2 separate regions of the Pan troglodytes genome follow, and region 2 is linked to region 1. The links are chromatin contacts, called in public capture Hi-C maps. All regions are on one chromosome and are shown on one strand. Each heading gives the region's core, a stretch centred on a gene start, on an enhancer-like site or on the middle of the called end of the contact. The rest is flanking DNA. Distances are from core to core; before and after follow the strand shown.

Region 1 (3,750 bases), core at 487-2,986:
GGAGAGAAGCACAGGAAGGACTCACTGGCAGGAATAGGGTGGGGGATGGGGTGAGACAGGCCAAGGGCAGACTGTGAAAGCTGTTACCTGTTAGAATAGCTAGCACGTTATCTCAAACAAGTGAAGAAAATCGCCAGAGTGAACTTATTTATGGGGGAAAAAAAAGCTTGGGAAATTAAAACAATCCAGTGGTCACTGGAAAATGTCTCCCTTTAAAAAAAAAAAAAATTTTTTTTTTTGGTTTTTTTTTTTTTAATTTTATTTTTTGGAAAGTATTCTCAAGGTAATATTTTTTTCCTTTGGAAAAAGAAATCTTTTTCCCCCCCTAACCTAAGCAAGTGGAGTTGCCACTACCTAATTTATCTATTGTTTTGCTAAGAGGTAGATAAAACAAAAGTGAAATGGGGCTTCTATGAGGAGGTCCATTAGAGGGTGGGTGGGGAGGGGCTGGGATCGCCCAGTGGAACTCCCCCAACTACAAAGACGGCCTGAATGAGTCCAAGGACCGCGCCCTCAGACTCCCCCAGGGCAAAGGATCCTGCTTCACCTCTTCTCCTTCTAGAGCCAACTGGGCCCCCATTGAAGACTGAAAAAGGGCCCAATGGAGGTGTAGGATCTCAAAGAAACCCTGTTGAAGAGGTCTCAGCTCTGGTTTCCCCAGGCTTCCTGACTTTGGGGCTGTGTGGTGGGTTCCAGGCCAAGCCCCAGGTCTCACTCCAGCCAGCCCCCTCTAGAAGGGAAGAGGCCATTCCTTTCCTCACCATCTGGTCCAACAAAGCTATAGAAAGTGAGAGAGGGACAAGCTGGAGGCCAAAGGGGTGACACATGGGCAAGGAAAGCAGAAAGTGGGGACCTCACGGCCAGCCCTCCCAGCCCAATCGATATGGGGGGGATCCTGGCAGGCCTGCCTGTTCCCCAAGGACAAACCTTTTGTGGCACAAGCCTCAACTCACTTGTCCTGGCTGGGATTCATACCCTTATGCATGAGTCCCTGCCCTTAGTTCCAATCTTACTGTAAGGATTGAGGTAGTTAATCCATTTATACTCGTAGCATCCATCACCTGCGGTTAATCAAAACACATGCTCCCGAGGAGCTTCCTGCTATTTCATTCAAGAAAAAAAATTTTTTTTCTTTTGTCCATCCGGAGTCAACCATACTAAGGCACCAGCAAAGGCGCCATCAGACTGTGCCCCAAAGCGGTGCACAGGACCGAGGGTCAGGGCTGGGGCTCTCGCCCCTAAATCCCCCTTCAGACATGAGGCCTCCTCCCTGTCCCGTACCCCGATAGAGAAGCCTTATGTATCCAAAGGAAAGAAACTGCAGTTTTCAGCTGGTGTTACTCTAAGTCTGAATATAGAGAAATGTTCTGCATCTAAATTGTCGAGTATTTGGAAGGGAAATGGCTTTTATGTCCCCTGGCATTGATGAGGATTTTTCTTCAATCTTCCTGCAATTACTGTGACAGGCTGTGCTGTTTCCCTTCTACTGGTTTTCAAGAAACAGGCAAACAGTCGAGTGGTTTGAATGGCAAAGCCACTAGGATCTCCCCATAAACACTTCAGGGGAAAGAAAGGAGAACCCCCACCCCTGATGAGAGGTGGGAGGAAGGGGTTGCCTAGAGGCACCAGCTTCTCCTGTGGAGCAAGAAGGCTCAAGCAGGCCCTCTGGGGCTCTGTGAGGTAGTTACTAGCACTGCTGGTTCCCAGTTTGGCAGAGGGTATGTCTGGGTTGGGAGGAGGGGAAGGCACCCTTGAGAGCTAACTGAGGCCCCTCCTCACTGCCCGTCTGCCAGGCCTGAAGGGAACTCAGCAGTGCTATCTCTGCAGTAGGGGCAGGGGACAGAGCAGTCCCACAACAGGGAGCTACCTGGAGCCCCAAACTTCCTCTCCTTCCCCAAAGTGCAACCAGGAGCCGACAGACCAATTTCTCGGCTCCCTACCCCTCGGCTTGGCAAACACCACACCCTAATCCCCCAGGAGCCTCTGAAGGGAAGGGCCTCGCCCTTAGCTCCCAGTTTCCAGGAGGCCTTCCTCCTCAGACAGCCAGGTATGTGTCGAAAGCTGGCTATTGCTTTGATTCAGGAACAGCCTCTCTCAGCCTCTGTCTGTCTTTGGCACAGAGGAAAATGGACACAGAACCAACTAGAGCATCCCCCTCCAGTGTTCTCTGGGTTTTAAATGGGGTCTTTTCTGCCAATAGTGAGGCATAAACAAGGATAGCTCCCAACTGCCTCCAGAAGGAGGGGGTCAGGAAAAAGGAAAAAAGATTGATAAGGACTGGGAGGAGGGGAGGAAAGTAGAAAAGGGCTATAAAACTCCCTGTTCTTAAAAATGGCTCTCTCCTAACCAGACCCCTCACAGGAGCTGAGTCCACAACCCAAACTGCAAAAGGCAACCAGACCCGAGAGGGGATTAAAGCCATTTGGGGTGTAACTGGCAGATGCAGCTTCAAAGTCAGTCAGTGAATCAAACCATTTTGGTTATGTGTTTCAAAGAATTTAAAAATATATCCTAAAGAGATGGTCCTTTCTTAAAAATATATATGTAGCACACACACACACATATATATCTTAGAGCACAGAAGCATTTTTTTTAAGTCACTCTTCTCAAATCATCCAAATCTCCCAAGTGCTTTTCGCGATAGCTTGTTATCTCACCAACGATGGGGAAATGGAGGTGCTGAGCAGGAGGGCAAGGAGTTGCCCTAAGACCTAGCCTACGGGGCACAAGAGGGCCCGGCCCACCGAGACAGGTCCTTCATCCCACTAAACCTTAATCACCAAACCATGCTCCTTTTGCTTTCTGGTGGTATAACTTACATGATTTTCCTGCTGGGCAAATATCAACAATGAGTGGAGCCTTGCCTAATCCAAGCAAGTGAAGTTTTCCAGTCCCTTGCCACACACTTCCTGGTCTCTTCTGGGAGCTGAATCAGCCAACGGAAAAGGACTTGGGCTCAAGGTGTGAAGGGAGCAGGCCCCCAAGGAAACTGAACACTGCAACAATCACATTTCAGGTACTGTGGGATTTTTTTTTCTTCCTGATGATAGTCTGAACCAGATATCAAAGCATGCTTGCTGCTGGAAATTCGCTTTAAATTACTAAATGGCCGACGTCTGAACGTTATCTGCTTTGTTTTGGGATAAAGCATATAGAGCCAGAGATGGAAAGCTGGGAGACCCTTTTTATGGTTGGGACAGGTGGAGAGGCTTAATTCTACTGGCCTGATGTTATCCCTAAATGTTTTTCTGCTTCTATTCAATTTGGGCCAGACAATTCTGGGGGCTACAAGGGAATGTCCTAGGGAGAAAATGATAAGGCAGGAACCTGTCCCAGTCACGTCCCCATATCCCCTGCCCCTCCTTGCCACCAGCCACCCTAAATCAAGAATTCCGTAAGTTTGGGTCCACTTTTAAAATCAATCAGACCGATCTAAAGAAGACAGGGAGACAGAGGTGGGGGCAGTTAACTAGTATCTGTTTGCCCCTTAGATCTATGGATATAGATTAGGAAGAATAGCAAGACGGAATTGAAATGAAACAATAACAAAAAAAAAAAAAAAAATGAAAAGCATTGCAATGACTAAACCAGGTGGACCTCTCTGAGGGCGAGAGGGTGGCCTTGTCTTTTTTCCACGAACGGAATCTCAGCTCCCATATTTTTAGACGGAGAAATATAGGTTTTTTAAAAGGGTATATTTTTTAGTTATTATTTCTCTCCTCGATAAAACGGAGGCAATATTTTAAAATA
Region 2 (3,750 bases), core at 340-2,839, 130 kb after region 1:
GACTCATTTACTGAACACCTACCCTGTGCCATTTTACATACAGCTCACTTAAATTTCACCAAGTAGGCAGCCTTCAACATCACAGGTGATTCAATCAAAGTAATTTGCCAGGGGCCGCCAGCTTCAGCCGAGCTAAAGCTGGCGCCTAGGCCTATTAACCCGAGCCCATGCCTTCATGTATCACTGCATAGTACAGAATGGCAGCACATACTGTGTGTAGACATTTTTCTACACACGTGGTCAGCCAAGAGTAAAAGCCTCTGCATCAGAAAGCAAGAATCTCCTATAGCAACTAGAAGTGGTGATAAGGGAAGAGGCCAGAGTTGTTTAAGGCTCCCAAAGTCCTTATGGTCTAAAGGCTAAGATCCTAAAAGTGCTAGTTTAGTACTGGAAATCTGAAAACTCAATGGTTTTTCCATACTGAGACCCTTCCTTTAGCAGGATATAGCCTGGGCCCATCTCTTCCTCTGCCTATCCTTGTAGGACATGCTCACTCCAAGCTCTGGAATAGGTCTGTCTTTGGAAACCACTCAAACTAAGATGTCACTGACTGCCAGAGCATGGACCCCATTTCCAATGAGAAAACTTGTCCTGCTCTCCCCACCCAGCCCTGCCCTTCCACCATGTTATGCAAGTCTTCGGTTTCCAGACAATTCATGGCACTTTCCTTCTCCCTAACAGTTCCAGGCCTAGGTGAGGTGTGGTTGACAAGATGATCCCATTCCTCCTTTACACAAGCCCTCCCACACCCACAGGCACTTCCTGCTTCTGCCAAAACAAACTTTATTGCACCAAAAAGGAAAACAAAAAAACAAAAAAACTTCATTTATATACAGTCAGATATAAAGACATCTCTTTGACTCCTGTGCATATATTTCCTCAACTCAAGATTAGGGCATAAAAGTCAGGCTGCTATGCCAGACATGCTCTGCCCTATGGCAGGGCCAAGGAGAGGATTGTCACTTGAAAGTGGGAACATTTAAATGGATGACAGACAACAATGGACCCACAGACCAAGAGCATTCTTCTAAGCCCTGGAGTAGCTCGAGGAATGGAAGAGGGAAATTGGAAGCAGGGTCCCTTTTCGATCTTCATGTGAAGAGACCCAGCCTCTTCAAGGGTATCCAAGATAAACTTCCGTTCCCCAAGCCCACCAATCCCTGTCCAGTTCCTTTGCTACCTGCCCTCCCAAATAGGACATTCTCCTTTGTGCCCAGCCCCCCTTTGCACAGATCCTCCAAGGGGAGTCCCATGATCCACAAGGCAGAGACCTTCATTGCAGAGGGCAGGGGAGGTACACACTATCCTCTCCCTTATGCATGGCTGGACACTGACTGAGGCCCTGCATCACAAGAATCGCCAATACCCACTGGGAGCCATAACAATAAATCTGGAAGTACGGGGAGAACATATCAAAAAGGGGAAGGATGGATTCCCTTGATGCCCAGGATTACAGGGCACCTAAAGCACATTTTTTTTTCTGAGCCAACCAGCTAAAGGATCACTGCAGCTAAATACAGATAGAGAAGCAACATAGCCAGGCAAATACCCATCAGAGCCAGTGACAAGAGCAGCTGGGGGCACGGGGGAGGCAGAAGGAAGAGAAAGAAGGGGAGGAGCCTCCAGAGTCCCAGCCCCAACCCCCTCTGCCATTGGCTACCCTTGCTCCCCACAAATCCCTGGGGTTGAAGTGAGGAGGACTACAGGCTGGGGTGAAAATACACAAGGACAGCCCAACAAAATACAACAAGGACTAGCATCAGTCTCCCCCTTACTCCACCCCCAAGAGAAATACCCTTATTGTGACTAGTATTTATGAAAATCTGTAAGAGACTATTCTATGTAGTGGCTCTAATCCCATATACACAGCAGCTGCCTGTGTTGGGAACTTTTCAAATCAGTGATTGCGGGAACAAACAGTATTTTCAGCTTCTTACGGTGCCATGCAGGCTTTACCAAGACCTTGATTAAGTCCCAGTCACATTTACCTTCTGTCTTACATCTAGAAAAGGGTGAGGAAAGGGGGGAGGGGAGAAAGGTGCTCAGGTGCTAGGTAAAGCTTACTGATCAGCAGCCTAGACTCCACCACTGTTCCTTCTCTTTGGTCTGTCTAGAACAGTGACTATAAATTAGGAAAAACAAAATTATGCTGGCCTGTGGGAAATAATGGGGGAAGGAAGGCAGGGAGGAAAAGGGCATTGGGAAGCCCTGCTTCAAGACTGAAGACAGACAAATAGACAACCACCCAGACTGCTTAAGTGTCACAGACAGCCCCCACCCCAAGCTCCCTTCCAGGTATCCCCATAAATCATTTGGGCACACTCCCTCTTGGAATTGCAATTTCCGTCTTCCACTTATCCCTAAGGAGCTGGCCCTGTGGAGAGGTGTGTTGGTTGTTTTGTTTTTGCCAAAGGCCTTCGCTCTAGGTGCTCCTGTAAAGGTACCTTGGCCCCTGATATGGGATGAATGGATGAACGAAGCCCCAGATGCTCCAGTGCCAAGGAGGTCAGACCGGGAACAGGCCCCCACTCCCACACCCTGGGATCCGAGCTTGCTTGGTTCTTGCCATCTTGCAGGATGACTTCGAGTCTGGAGGGAGATACACAGTGCCTCTCCATCCCTGGGGTGGGGGGAAGGGATTCTGCTGGGACTCTTGAGTGGGGGAAAGGGGAGATGGGAGCAGGGTCTAAACCCTCAGGCTCCCATGAAGGTCTGTCTCTGTCCCAGATGAGCTGCTATCAGAGTCCATTTCTGCATTCTCATTATGGAGCCTCTCCAGCACTTTCTGACGTATCAGTCCCAGGCGCATCAAGAGGGACTGGTAGTCAAAGTGGCCCCGCTTCTCTCCAAAAGGGTCCTGTGGGGAAAGGAGACAAGGGGATGGAAGATTCAAGTCTGGGTGGCTGATCCTAGAGAAAGCAGCTTCAGGCCCATGTGAAATGAAAGCTTAACTTCTGAGCCATGGGAGCAGGAAGGCCTAACAGCACAGGCAGTCCCTAACAGCACAGGCAGTCCCAAACAGCAGGCAAAATAACCTTTGCTTAAAAATATGACACCTGGGCCAGGTGCGGTGGCTCACGCCTGTAATCCCAGCACTTTGGGCGGCCGAGGCGGGCGGATCACCTGAGGTTGGGAGTTTGAGACCAGCCTGACCAACATGGTGAAACCCTGTCTCTACTAAAAATGCAAAATTAGCCGGGCGTCGTGGCGCATGCCTGTAATCCCAGCTACTCGGGAGGCTGAGGCAGGAGAATCACTTGAACCCGGGAGGCGGAGGTTGCAGTGAGGCGGAGGTTGCAGTCAGCTGAGATCGAGATCGCGCCATTACACTCCAGCCTGGGCAACAAGAGTAAAACTCGGTCTCAAAAAAAAAAAAAAAAAAAAAGACACTCTTAACCGCCCCAAATAGGTGTAGCTTGGGCTAGAGTGAAAAAGTATTGGTATTCCTCAAAAGCAAACCAATATCCGGAAGAAGGGACAGTAAGGGTGAGATAGATAGGGATGAGAAATTCAAGACCAGAATTATAATTGTTAAGTATGCCTATGTTTTTAATTAACCTCATAAAAACCACAGAAGGTAAAAGTTGCCCTTTATTCTCTGTACTCAAAAATGGTAATCTGCTTTTCTAAGGTCAGAAGCAGGTCTAGAATTCAAGAGTTCTGACTTTCAGATAAGCACCTGTACTCCTCCCCAGGGACTTGTCACTCCATTCCCATCCAGGTTTCTGGGCATTGCTCCAGGGCCACCCA

Evidence for each region. Capture Hi-C pulls out chosen DNA fragments and counts their contacts.
Region 2: a contact with region 1 is called in a capture Hi-C map of stem cell-derived neural stem cells, with 2.5 times the contacts expected there. The contact joins two enhancer-like sites. A contact is called at or near these places in 2 of 7 Hi-C or Micro-C datasets (both in induced pluripotent stem cells) and 1 of 1 other capture datasets (stem cell-derived neural stem cells).

Annotation. Positions count from the first base shown.
Region 1 is chr19:19,029,970-19,033,719 of NHGRI_mPanTro3-v2.0_pri, forward strand. No RefSeq gene overlaps it. Among named protein-coding and RNA genes, the nearest start is that of IGF2BP1, 56 kb to the right of the region's middle. Within about 2 kb of position 1,737, at least 3 of the 24 cell types and tissues checked have an H3K27ac peak or open chromatin away from gene starts, as enhancers often do. A contact at or near this core is called in stem cell-derived neural stem cells, where this site is marked.
Region 2 is chr19:19,162,957-19,166,706 of NHGRI_mPanTro3-v2.0_pri, forward strand. It overlaps UBE2Z (ubiquitin conjugating enzyme E2 Z), which reads right to left. Exons shown (of 7, transcript XM_511942.8): 7 at 767-2,857. The coding sequence ends at 2,687. Among named protein-coding and RNA genes, the nearest start is that of SNF8, 17 kb to the left of the region's middle. Within about 2 kb of position 1,590, at least 3 of the 24 cell types and tissues checked have an H3K27ac peak or open chromatin away from gene starts, as enhancers often do. A contact at or near this core is called in stem cell-derived neural stem cells, where this site is marked.